Linked DNA regions of Zea mays: regions 2 and 3 are each linked to region 1. The links are chromatin contacts, called in public Hi-C maps. All regions are on one chromosome and are shown on one strand. The core of a region is the stretch at or near the end of the contact, and the rest is flanking DNA. Distances in the headings are between cores, read along the strand shown. Region 1 holds the start of LOC100193554. Region 2 holds the start of LOC100276311. Region 3 holds the start of LOC542146 (DEAD box RNA helicase 1).

The links. Hi-C and Micro-C count contacts between places; a contact is called where the count stands out from the background.
Region 2: a contact with region 1 is called in a Hi-C map of tassel, with 4 times the contacts expected there. The contact joins the promoter of LOC100276311 here to the promoter of LOC100193554 in region 1. A contact is called at or near these places in 2 of 25 Hi-C or Micro-C datasets (ear and tassel).
Region 3: a Hi-C map of tassel shows a contact between it and region 1, with 2.1 times the contacts expected there. The contact joins the promoter of LOC542146 here to the promoter of LOC100193554 in region 1. A contact is called at or near these places in 2 of 25 Hi-C or Micro-C datasets (ear and tassel).

Annotation. Positions count from the first base shown.
Region 1 is chr3:168,891,242-168,895,782 of Zm-B73-REFERENCE-NAM-5.0, reverse strand. It overlaps LOC100193554, which reads right to left and starts at 2,184. Exons shown (of 1, transcript NM_001138665.1): 1 at 865-2,184. The coding sequence starts at 1,943. The coding sequence ends at 1,008.
Region 2 is chr3:168,386,675-168,391,215 of Zm-B73-REFERENCE-NAM-5.0, reverse strand. It overlaps LOC100276311, which reads right to left and starts at 2,251. Exons shown (of 3, transcript XM_008676455.4): 1 at 1,797-2,251; 2 at 575-630. The coding sequence starts at 2,028.
Region 3 is chr3:168,482,855-168,487,395 of Zm-B73-REFERENCE-NAM-5.0, reverse strand. It overlaps LOC542146 (DEAD box RNA helicase 1), which reads left to right and starts at 1,783. Exons shown (of 10, transcript NM_001111771.2): 1 at 1,783-2,030; 2 at 2,110-2,537; 3 at 2,635-2,814; 4 at 2,909-3,070; 5 at 3,154-3,308; 6 at 3,399-3,491; 7 at 3,601-3,686; 8 at 3,796-4,022. The coding sequence starts at 1,975.

The DNA.
Region 1 (4,541 bases), core at 935-3,434:
GAGCTACTAGCAGCATAACACAGATGCATATGGTTTCTTTGTTATAGATTCTGTGTCCCTAAACTGAAATCGTATCGACATGGAGAAAAAACAATTAGAATTAATAATCAGCATCCGGAAACAATTCTTTTTACTCTACTTGAATTGCCCATAAAACAGCAGTTTTTTCCCTGAACCCTATATCTATATGGTATCACTGGTGAAAATGCACATTGAGCGCCCCCCCCCCCCCCCCCCCCCAAACTATGTCAGTTTGTACAGCCAAACCTCAGTGCCTTATTGGGCTCCCTCCCAACTATTTCGATTCTAACTTGTTCAGATAAGCTTTTTATTCGAAGTTCTCTTCAATCTGATTCTGTTCGATCCTGATCCACGTTCACTAAAAGTACCGAATAAACACCTTCAGACTGATATATCTGTGAGATTTATATTGATTTGAGTGGATGAAGATGAGTAGATATGATGTGCAAATTGACTACCATTTCTTTCTGCGATTGTTTCTTTCATCTGTTAATAACATGCAGAGAAAATAAACTGATGAGGCGTTCTGAAATCTTATACTGGAATTCTGCGGGGTCCTCGTTCTTGAACGGAGCAAAATTAAAGGAATTAGGAGGAACATTTTTTTAAGAACTCAATAGTACTCCATGAGATGGGGGGAAGGGACCGGATCTTAGCTGGACTTTCCCAGGATAGATCAGCATGAATGCATGATTGGGAAAGGCATGGCACTGCGAATCCTGCCTGTCATGTTTCTGTATCAGGACCCGCCTGTTCCTAATCCCCAGGACTATCCTGTGCCCCTCCAGTCCGATCCTCCATGTGCACAACACACTCCCATAGTCCCATGGGAAGGAAGGAAAGGGAAAGGGAAAACGGCCCCAATCATTCATTTCGCATACACTTCCATCGCCCAATAATCCATCAGTTACATGATACGTATGAATTATTGGTTCATAACATATATGGTGAGGTGTCCAGTATAATGCAGGAACAGGAATCCTAGCTCACTCAAGCTTCCATGCGTACAGAAACAGGCAGAAATCAGAGTACTCATTGGTGGCGGACGGCAGCGGCTCGGGCTTGAAGATGAACAGCGCGTTCCTCACCCCCGTGCCAAAGATCCAGTCGTGCGCGTCCCAGTACACCTGCACCTTGAGCTGGTTGATGGAGATGCACTCGTTGCCCCTGAACTTCCACTGCAGGTGCCTGACGAGGACGTTGACGTAGCCGTCGATCTTGATGACCATGTCGACGTCGACGCCGCCGCCGCCGAGGTTGCTGCTGCTGCACTCGATGCTGATGTCGTGCAGCTTGCCCCTGTCGTGGAACCTGGCCTTGGTGAGGAACCGCTTCTTGCTAAAGACGTGCTCCTTCTTGCACACCAGTGCGGCGTCCCGCAGCGACGGCCGGGACCCGGTGCGCCGGAACGCCTCCTTCTTGAGGTTGCCGAGGAGGAGGACCACCTCCTCGTCCGACACCACGGCGACGTAGTAGTCGGACAGCGGCTCGGGCTCGTCGGAGTACCTCGCGCTCCTGAGGTCCCAGACCACGTCCACGGCCCTGCCGTCGACGTGGAACTGCTTGGCGCCGTACTTGCGCCAAAAGTGCCACGGCTGCATCTCCACCTTGCAGGCGGTGCTGCAGCCCTTGTTGGAGGACGAGGCCGCGCCACCGTCGGCGTCGCCCCACTCCCTGCCGCCGCCGCTCTTGTCCTTGCCGCCGCCCGCCGACCCTTCGATCGACACGGTCAGCCCGTGGGTGAGCAGGTTCCTGCACCACGTCACCGTCACCAGGCGGTCGTGGCCGGCGATTCCCGCGCGGTAGACCAGCGTCGCCGCGCTCTGCCCGGACCTGGTGGTGGCCGCAGCGGACGCCGGGACGTCCGGAAGCTTCTCGCCCGCCGAGAAACACGAAGGGACCGAGAACAAGTCCTGCATCATGTCGATGTGTTGTGGCTGGCTTTTGGTGGAACACAATGCAATCCTAGCTATCTAGTGTATCTATCTGGTCGATCGATCGACCAAGGGTATATATGATGCACCGGACCGGACCCTGAGAGTGAGATCGACACGACAGGCCGGGTGACTGAAGGAGGAAGAAGAAGATGGCTTTAGGGAGGGATAGGGACGACATGTAATAGGCCATGCAAAGTTATGGAGGTGGGCGAGAGGATGAGGCGAGGCGACCATGGGTTAGCAAACCGAGCTGGAAAGTGGGGAGGCCAAGTAAGTGAGCTGAGCTGTACAGCCCTCGTGGGTCGGAGGGAACAAACAGCCCTCGTCAGCCTCATGGGCGGGGTGTTGTTGGTGTTAAAAAACCGTAGGAACCTTCTCCGCTTGCGTCGCGTCGCGTCGAATAAATGCCCCATCTTTCGGGGACCAACCTTGTTTCCTTGCAGGCTGCAGCTGCCACGGTCCTTGCATAGACCGGTAACACTTAGTACAGGTTAAATTAGAGTCGATACTGATACAAACGTTACTATTACTACTGATTAAGGCCCTGTTTAGAACCTCTAAAATTAATAGTTACCTACTAAAAAAATTAGTCGTTGAGTTCTAAACATCCCCACCTAATATCGTATTTAATTATTAGCTATCTCAACAATTAATTCATTAGCTGACCTAACATATTTAGGGGGTGTTTGGTTAGATGGACTAAAGATTAGTCTCTAGTTTTTAGTCTCATTTAGTCCTTTTTTTTACCAAGCACTAGGACTAAAATATGAACTAAAATGATTTAGTCTCTAGTCTTTCATCTAGGTGCTAAAAGAGACTAAAGGCCCATAATTATCCTGTTGCCCAAACCTATCCCTAGCCTCTCTCGCACAGTTGCACGCAGTCTTCTAGTGTTCCAAGGGCATTTGAGTCTTTGGACAGCTACTATTATGACTTTAGAATATGTTTAGTCACTACAACCAAACAGATAGGGACTAAAGTTTAGTCCTAGGACTAATTGAAACCAAGCAGGGTCTTAATAATTTATTACTTAGCTAACTATTAGCTCTAGGGTTCTAAACAGTACTAAGCCGACTGATATTAATATTTTATTACGACTTATTTCCCTGACGTCACAAACAGATAGAAGGTCCGTTCACAGTGATTTTTAGATAAGGTGCTATCACTTTTTAAGACATTTGTAAGGAAAATGGACCCCGGGCCTTTTGGCTAATTGAGTTTTGGTGTTTGATGAACAACACAATCCGTGAACTAATAAGGTTTCTAGTGTTTGTGTTTGTAGTTCACAGGATGCGAAGAGGATTGGACCAAGGCAATGAGGATGCAACACCTCAAATGAAGACATAAAAAGATGCATAGAAGTCCAAGACTCAAGAACAAAAGAAGCCCATAGAAATCAGCAAAGAAACCTGAGAAGAGGGCTGTCAGCCAGCGCCTGGTGGCGCACCGGACAGTGCACAGTACCTGTCCGGTGTGCACCGGACTGTCCGGTGGGACAACCGGACGGTCTGCGCAGAGAGGCCGCAGGTAGGCGCTCTCAGGCTGTAGCACCGGACTGTCCGGTGTGCACCGGACTGTCCGGTGTGCCAACGGGCAGACGGCAACGGTCGAATCCAACGGTCGGATCCAACGGTCGACTGCTACAGACGCCAACGGTCGGCTGACATAGGCGCACCGGACATCTACTGTTCAGTGTCCGGTGGTGCACCGGACTGTCCGGTGCACCCGACGACAGAAAGCTACTGCTTTCTGTCCAACGGCTAGTTGGGGGTGTGGAGGCTATAAATACCACCCCAACCGGCCATTCTCAAGGGTGAGAGCCCAAGCAACATACCAAGGCATATATTGCACATTTCCAAGAGCTCAAACACCCAAGTGCTTAATAGAATCACTCGGTGATTAGCATAGGTGCTTTGCGAAGTGCTTAGGTTAGTTAGACCGCTTTAGCGCTTGCTCTAGGTAAATCCTAGTTAGTTGAGTGAGTTTAGATAAACCTCACAACCCCTCGGCTCTTGCGCGAGCCGTTGTAATTGTACCGAGTGGGGCGAGAGTCTTGCGAGACCGTGACAACCGTGTTTGTGTCACGGCCGCCACCGTGTACCGGAGGGAACGAGGCCCGCGGCGTTTCGGCCGGAAGCTCGATAGTGGAGACGGCGGGGAGCGTCCGAGAGGAGCCGGAAGCGGAGCACCACTTGCGCGTGGAGAAGGCCCGCGGCTCTCTACGGAGTTACTCGACCGAGGTGCTTGGCCCTCGCGTGGGCTTCCCTTTGCGTAGGGGCACCAACGAGGATTAGTCGGGACCTTGCGCGGTTCCGGATACCTCGGTAAAAATACCGGCGTCATCCACGAGAGTTTGCTTCTCTACTTAGCTCTTTACATTCCGCATTTATATTAAGCATTTAAGTTTCAATCTTGTTGTCATACTTATTTAGTGTAGATTGAAACTTAGCCTTTGCGGTAGAGATAGCAACACTTAGACAAAACCTAGTTTGCACATTCTAGTTTTGATTCTTGCATAGGTTTTGCTCTAGGGATTTAATTGTGGCCAAGTTTAGTAAAAGTTTTAGAAGTCCTAATTCACCC
Region 2 (4,541 bases), core at 1,002-3,501, 500 kb after region 1:
TCCCATGTCGCCAGGGTTAGCTAGGCCCTTAGACACTACCAAGGTGAATGGCTAGGGATCCACTACGAGGCCTTTGCAAAGTTCCACTAGCTTCCGAAAACCCGCTACAGTTTATGGGAAGAGCACTTGCAAGAATCTCCCGTCCGACCGCCATCGCAGCAAATCAACCCGAGAACCTCCTTGCATGCAACTTCCCTACTGCCCTTGCCCCTTTCGGGTAAGGTAGTCTTCCACTAGCTTTCCTAATTAGTCAGCCAAGGGCGTCCCATTAAACCCTTGTGGCGGCACGTGTTTCTCAAGTTAAGCTCCATGTTCCAATTAACAATAATATAATGATCTTGACATGAACATAAATAAAATAACATAATAACTGGAACATGGATATAATAAATAATTATCCCAAAATCATGTAAAGCAATAGCAAAAACTACCCATGTGATTCAGGGGTAAACAAGGTAATGAGATAAACAATCTAGGGTGACCTATTGGGTCCCATCAAAATTAGACCTATGCATGGTAAATGATTACAAAGAACATTATTGGGTAACAAAAGTGAATCAAGGGCACAACTTGCCTGGCACTTGAGATTCCAGTTACCAGGGTGATTCTTCAGATCCTCGTGACCACACGCTAGTCGTAGCAATACAAACAAACATGATATAGACAAAATTAACATCACACCAAACATAAGTACAAACTGAATAATAATAATCTACACGTCGCTACAAGATCGTGGGAACGAGAACCACTAAAATTGGAGTTACGATTAAGGAGTTATGATTTTATAGAGAATTTATGTGATTAAAATATTAAACTATATTATAATTTGGTTAATATAAATCATATGAGAGGTTATTCTATAAATAATTATCTCAACTTTAATCTAAGTTATAAATTGACCATAGATCTTATTCTAGTAGGTTATAATGATAAAGAGATTAACAAGACTAACCAACATAAGTTAAATAAAGATCTAGTGATAAAATAATGAGACATGGTATAAGAAATGTTTTTATTGTATAGAAAACATTTATACGAGACTAACGCAACTTGAACGGATCAAATCGGAATCATAGATTTTAAGTTATGAATTCCCAAAGTTCGTATGTGCTTGCTACAAAATTATTTGAGTAATCATGTCTGGTATGGGTTTCATGCTAAAACAGTGCTACCAAGTAATAGACAATATTAATATAAAATTATAGGAAGTGGAATGGACTAAAAAGGATTTAATATGAATTTTCTATGATTTATACAAGTTTCTACCATTATTTTTGTATTAAAAATGAATTTAAAATGAATTTCTCTGATTTTATTCGCTGTCTGGACTGTGCGCATGAATTCAGAGAATAACAGAGGCTAACACGTAAATTTCTTAAGACTCAGTGAACAGTCCTATGGATTGCGAGTTGAATCTAAAATAACAGATGGGTTCTTTAATATAATTGTCGAGGCCGAAGGGGTATTGCGCGACCTGAGCCGCTTGATCTGTTTTCAAGGGACCAGATTAGATCGAACCACATCCAAACCGGTATGCCAGGTTTTAATCTGAGTCGCAACTTGCCAGATCCACGGTTCAGATTTCCCCGCTCGAAGGGTTACGCGCGACGTGATCACGACCATTGAATACCAATCAATGGCCATCGGTTCATCTTTAACCCCTGTCCGTCGAATACGCTGGCGAGGGAGACCGCTCAAGTAGCCGCCATTACCACGGCGCTTCAGGTGCTCCCAAAGCCTAACCGAATACAACTAATCTACGTGAAGGAAACAGGTAAGCAATCAAGAGTTCTTACCAGTTTCAGAGCCCGCGCAATCACGAGAGTCCCGGCCGCGGAGAGGTCCCGCATCCGACTGGTCCTTTGTGACATCCATTGTGCTGGTGCGGCCGCGCGCATGCAGTTGTCGCGGGGCACGGTTGCTATCGCATAGGAGCGTTCCCGGCCGCCATCCTCTGCCAAGAACAGCTTCAGTGGCCTCCGGCGAATCACCCAGCCCCGTTTGACACCGAGCGGCAGCATGGCCCATGGGTGAGGATGGAAGCCTCCACCTGTGGTTTCTCTCTCGCTCACGTGGTTGTTTCTGGGCTGGGTTTTGCGGTACGTGGCTTCTACCATGCAGAGCTGTGGCTTCCTTTTTTTATGGACGAGACGTGGGGCTGCTCAGCTGTATTTAGCTCCAGGCGAACGGAAGAAACAGACTTTGGCGCTCGACGTGTGGCTATGGAGATAGAGGCTGGGAGTCTGCGGAGAAAAGGTCTAGCTGAGATCCAGTGCATGCGGGTGGTTGTAACAGCTTCAGGAAGAAGCCGACTGCCTGCATGGCCCCAGCCCCCATGCGCGAGCGTCACTTGTGCGGCGTGAGGGATGTAATGCATGATGCCATGCTCATGTCGTGCTGAGGCAAGTGACCAGAGAAATAATAAACAAAGGACTTGTGGCCTAATCCTAGTTGATCGGCTGGTGCTTTTAATCCCAAAGCAGTTAGTGTTCTGTTTTTTTTTTTGCGTCTCCATTTTTCACAATCGAAATTGAAATCGGATTTAGATAAAGTTCAAATTTCAAGCTTAATTCAAATGCTCGATCAAAAAAAATCCAGAATGCCATGCAAATTTTATTTATTGATTGACTAATTATTCACCTAGATAAATGCTTCTATATACATAATTTCATAAGAGAATAATTCACATATATTTTTTTTATTTTAGGGTAGTATTATTTTTGAATGTGCAGACAAATTAAAAGTTATCTCAAAATAAATGTACATCACTTATTTGCCATTTTTAGGGGAATAACCTCTAGTGTAAAATATTTATTAAGAGATTGGTCAAATATATAGCAAGTTTTTTTTTTATTTCTATTTTCCTTTGCACGTCCAAAGTTTCAAATTTGATTCAAATTAATTTTTTTCTGTATTCACAAAATCGAATGCAACAACCAAAACTCCAATATGCTCTCAAAATTAAACATTTTATTTAGTATTTTATTTAATAATCCCAATGCATGATTCACGCAAAAATAAGTATTTTTTTAGAAGAAGTGTATAACCTTTATCAAGATATGTTTTAATTAAGAGTACTTATAAATATATAGTTCAACAAAGTAATAACTAAATTCATATAGGGATCCTTTTATTTAATCTTTGTTAGCCAACAAATTAAATTTAGGAGATGTTACTTGAACAGTAAGAAAATTCTTATTAAAGATATTTTGTTTCAAAAACCCTTGGATAATTTTATGAATTTCTAAAATAGAATTTTGGGTACTACATCGGCTCGGCTCGTTTCCACCCCTAGACATGACTATTCGCCCTAGTCCTGGAAAAGAGCTGAAAATAACAAAAGATACCGTCAGGTTGATATTGGGTTTGCCTAGCGCCAGCGGTGGTAGAGATTTCACTGATTGGTACGGGGAAGTTGATGCAACATCAAAGCTCAGACGAGATTTGAAAATATCAAAAGATGAGTTCGATGTAGTGAAGCTGTAGGACAAACTTGTTGAAGGAAATGATGATCAGTTGTCCATTCGCTGTTTCTTTCTTATACTATTCAACCGCCCATTGTTCTCATTACAAACAATGAAGTGTTAATGACTAAAAACATGGACCACATGGCTGACATTGACCGGTGCCAGTTGCTATATACTGACCTATGTGACACTGCCAGCCAATGGCATAAGAGGAGTACTATATACATTTTATATCTTTATTTTCTCAGATATACTACCTGTATCACCTGATGAGCCCTTCATCCCCAGAAAACAAGTACGAACACCTCGTATTAAGTTTTTTGATAAAGAAACAATCATAGATTTGATCAGAGCTGATAAGAGGAGGCCCCGTCAATCCGGGGAACCTTTTGGCCACTGTGAGGTAAGACCGTTTTTTTTCTTAACATGAGTAACTACTTGTATAGATAACATGTTTACAGATACTAATATTTTTTTATCTTATTTGCCATCTGTTCTGTAGTACGAGCGAGACATGCTACGTTGCTGCGCCAGAACGACCAGTAAATGACATTTTCAATATATGTGCCCCTCGCATCAAGCACTTGATCGCAAGCAAAATTCATTGTATGCCTGCCTTTTATCGCTCAGGTTTCGAGGCACTCCTTGATTGTCACGACAAAGAGGTTGACCAGTATTGTGCAACTCTTGAAATTACACATCGCAATCTAGTAGCCAAGCAGATACAGTTATCTCAGACTTTTGAAGAAATGATTGACGAGGTCATCCAAAGAGCTTCGGATGCTGCTGCTTCTACTGACTCTGTATAAGGTAACTTTTTATTGATCATGTCACACTACATTAACCTATGCCATTACATCATAATTATATATATTTTTTGAACTTGCACACTAAAGTTTATAGGTTTTAATCCCACCAAACTACATGATACTTATGTCAGTCACGCATATTACTTATGTTCCGGATACCTCCTATAATGTAGCCATCCCATTTCATATCAATAATTATCCCACAGACACACATATCTTGTTCCATTATGTATGCAGTGTTCCACAAATCAGGCATACTACAATA
Region 3 (4,541 bases), core at 534-3,033, 410 kb after region 1:
GATTTTGTGGCTGCTAGGAGAATACAATCCCCGTGAGCAAACCAAGCATCCAAGACTTCCTTTTGGAATGCTTTGAGGTTGGAAAATCCAAAATGCTTTTGCAAACAGAACTAATTATGTCCATTTGGCTTAACACAGATAATCTTCTATTGTAAGAATATAAAGCATATAATATAATTGTTAATAAATACAAAAGAGGCATAAGATGATGTGAGAACAAGCACATGTTGGTCATTGAGTGCAAAATTAAATAAATCTCACTTCATTATATGTGAATAAAGCCTAGTTAACTACCGTAACACAGTCAAAGCATAAGTTACTTAAAGCAAATTCTTACCATAAATACAACATTATTAATTGATCCCAAATTAATCTGAGAAAAATATACGAGCAAACATAGTCTGCTCAACAATTTCAGTTGTCCAGAGATGTTTTCTCAAACCCGTCCTTATATATAGAAAAAAGCTAAGCTTGGCTTCATCACGCCGAAGCAGCTACAAAATAAAAGGAGTGGCATGGTTATCAATCCATTGTTATATGTATATCCTTATTACCAGGCATAACCAACAAAGAAATTCCTATTTTCTAGTTTTCTGTGATGAGGTGGTGGTAGGATAAGGGTGAGCAACAAACCGTGGGACCCGCCGAGCTGCTGCAGCGCCTGCAGGAACTGGTGGTGGAGCTCCGGGGCCCAGCACCGCCGCGCCTTTCGGCTGGGTGCCTGCGACGACAGCTGAGCCTCTTGTCCTTGCCGCCTTTGGTGTTGCTGGCCTTATTGTTCTCGGCTGTGTCGGTGTCGGTGTCGGTGGCGCCGGCCCTGTCGCAGCTGTCCCCGACCACGCCCGAGCTCGCCGCGACCGGCAGCTCCAGCTCCAGCTCGGCGCGCTGCTTCTCCTCCTTGTCCTTTTTCTTCTTCTCCTTCTCGAACGGCTGGAACGCGCCCCCGGGCTTCCTGCAGGCGTTGAGCGCCACCGGCCTGCACGACAGCAGCAACTCATCCTGGTGCTGCGGCGGGGAGGCGGAGGGCTGTTGCTGGTTACTCCAGAGCTGCACGGACTGCAGCCAGTCCGGCATCGCCTTCTTCGTCTCCGGATGTGGCAACCGCCTGCTGCTGCTGGCTGCTGCCGTCTCCAGATCTCCCACCGCCTCGTCGTCCTTGTCGGCATCGACGCCGAGGCCGGGGAGGCCGAGGGGGTTGCGGATGCGGATCTGGAGCCGCTCGGTCATGACTCCCGAGCATCACGCCGAGGCCGGGGAGGCCGGGGAGGCCGAGGGGGTTGTGGCGCCGATGACGGGGGCAGGGGGAGGCGCTGAGAACGGGGAGGACGCGAGGATGGGCGGCAGTGGCGTTCGCTGTAGGGGCGAGCGGGGCGGGGATGTTGAACTTGACGGGCGGCATGTGGGGGCACGCGGCGCCGCCGCGTCAGTCTCCTCCTGGAGGGGGCGCGTGGTAGCAATCGCGGCAACTATGGAGGGCGCGGGATCCGCAGCAGGGGCGAGATTCGGGGCGGGGGCGGCGGGGGACGGTGCCTGTGCGGTCGTGGGGGAGGGGCACAGCGGGGGCTGGCGGGCTGCTTCCTTGCGCGGGGGCTGGCGGGCTGCTTCCTTGCGCGCGCGTGGGAGGGTGCGGGGGCAGGCGAGGGCAACCTAGATGTGGACGCTGATGGTACTATCTTAATAGAGTAGTATAGATTCCCGCAGAAAATAGGGATGATGTCCCGTGGTGAATTACGGTGAAATAAAATCCGACACGGTATTCTCCGTTGCATCCCTATGCACGTGGGTCACGCGAACCGACCCTGTCCGTTCCCGCACGCCACTAGCAAAAGCCACACCCAACAAAAGGTAAACCACCGCGTCTCCGCCCGCCGCCGCCCGCAGATCCATCCCCTCCCGGCCTCCCTAGCCTTTCCCCTCGAGCACGTCAGCGCCCTCGCCCTGCTCTGTCGGCCGGCCAAGCTCCTCACCGGCGCCATGAACCCGTATGATCTCCGCTTCGCTGACCCCTCATCCTACCACGACAGGCGCAGGTACGGCAACCCTAATTCTAGCTCTCCCGATCTGATTTGAATTCGAAGGTGACCCGATCGATTTGAGTTCCGCATGTAGCGACTTGACCGTGGCTCCTACGTTCGCTCCGCCGGCTCCCGTGGCTGCGGCGAACCTGAACCCTTACGCCGCCGCCTACCCGCTGCCTGTGCCCGTTCCCGTGCCCGCGGCCCCCGCGGGCGGCGACTACCAGCGCTACGGGCAGGGAGGCAGAGGCCGTGGTGGCGGTGGCAGAGGCGGTGGAGGAGGGTACGGAGGTGGCGGCAGAGGAGGAGGTCGCGGGAGGGACGGGCTTGACTCGCTCGCCCTCCCTAAGCCGGACTTTCGGAGCCTGATACCGTTCGAGAAAAACTTCTACGTGGAGTGTCCCTCCGTCCAGGCAATGTCGGAGGCGGATGTGGCGCAGTACCGCCGCCTCCGGGATATCACCATCGAGGGCCGGGATGTGCCCAAGCCGGTTAGATACTTCCAGGAAGCCAACTTCCCAGGTTTACTCTAGTTCCAGTGTTTCCTGTGCGTGTGTCCGTTGAAAATAACGCAATACCTGTGATTTCTTACACTACTGTTTCATGACTCTTTTGACAGATTACTGCATGCAAGCTATTGCCAAATCTGGATTTGTGGAGCCAACACCTATTCAATCTCAAGGTTGGCCTATGGCTTTGAAGGGTAGGGACCTGATTGGTATCGCTCAAACAGGCTCAGGGAAAACATTATCTTATCTGTTACCTGGGTTGGTTCATGTTGGTGCCCAGCCTCGGCTAGGTTGGTTTCCTATAAACTTGCTGTGAGCTTTCTGTATGTTTTCTGACTGTGTCCATTTCCCTTTTAATATTATTCGTTATTCTAATTCCTGTAGAACAAGGCGATGGCCCAATTGTATTAATTCTCGCTCCCACGAGAGAACTGGCTGTTCAAATACAGGAAGAATCTACAAAATTTGGATCATATTCAAGAACTAGAAGCACATGTGTCTATGGTGGTGCACCTAAGGGTCCACAAATACGGGACCTTAGAAGAGGTACCTGCACACATCTGTCCACTTTAATTCTTTTTAGATGAATGCCTTTTAAACTCAATGCAATCTGTCATTTGCACTTTTAGGAGTTGAAATTGTCATTGCAACTCCTGGCCGGTTGATTGATATGCTGGAAGCTGGTCACACAAACCTACGTAGAGTGACATACCTTGTGTTGGATGAGGCGGACCGGATGCTAGATATGGGGTTTGAGCCCCAAATTCGGAAAATAGTAGCACAGGTACAGTTTCGTTTAGAAATGCAGAATTCTTACTAATATCTATTGTCTTGCCTAGCTCTAATGCTTGTCCAACACTTCTGCTATCCTTAGATCCGCCCAGACAGGCAAACCTTGTACTGGAGTGCCACATGGCCTAGAGAAGTTGAAGCCTTAGCAAGACAGTTTCTACAAAATCCTTACAAGGTGCACGATCTCTTCTGTTATTGTTATTTTCTGGTTCTTTTATTGCCATGTTGTATTGAATTGATTTTGACAGCCCTTCTCTTAACTTTTAGCTTATATTGTAATGCAGGTAATCATAGGCTCACCTGAACTTAAAGCTAATCATTCCATACAACAAATTGTTGAAGTTATTTCAGATCATGAGAAGTATCCAAGGTATGTATGGTTGACGGTCTTTTGACTAAAAACTTTTATGCTCACTTACTATGCTACTTTCGATTACAAATGGACACGGTGTGAGTTGATTTTCACCTCTTTCCCACAGACTCAGTAAGCTCTTGTCTGATCTAATGGATGGGAGCCGTATCTTGATATTCTTCCAAACAAAAAAGGATTGCGATAAGATCACCCGGCAGCTTAGAATGGATGGGTGGCCAGCATTATCTATACATGGTGATAAAGCTCAAGCTGAACGGGACTATGTTCTTGCAGAGTTTAAGAGCGGCAAGAGCCCCATAATGGCTGCCACAGATGTGGCAGCACGTGGTCTTGGTATGATGATTTATTTGAATATTAGGATTAGGTAGTAGTTCCAAGTGCTCAAGGGTGATAAGTCGGAGGGTTGTTGAGCTGCGATTGGTTGAGTGAACTGAACTTGTGGATTGGTGGTGTATACCAAGGTGCCATCATGTCAAAGGTAGATAATTTCCCCCCGTGGTTTACCTCATTTGAGCGTGAGCATTGGCAGTGTTACACAGGCAGTTCAACTTTGAGCTATCATGGTAATGTTCCCTTTCCGAATAAGCCTTTTAGGGAGCCTACATTTGGATAAAATGGAAATCCTCAAAAAGTAGCATGCAACCGAATATGCATTTCACACTATAGTTGATTTCTTAGCTTGATTTGAATTCCTTGATCCCTGCATATCTGACCATTTTGGAACATTTAGGTATTGTGTTGCTGCCCTCTTCATTCATTCTTTGTCCTTGTAATTGAATTCTTTTCAATCCAATAGTCTGCTTTTCTTGCAAGTATTTTTGGCTTACCTTTCTACATTTTCTTTGTAAATCC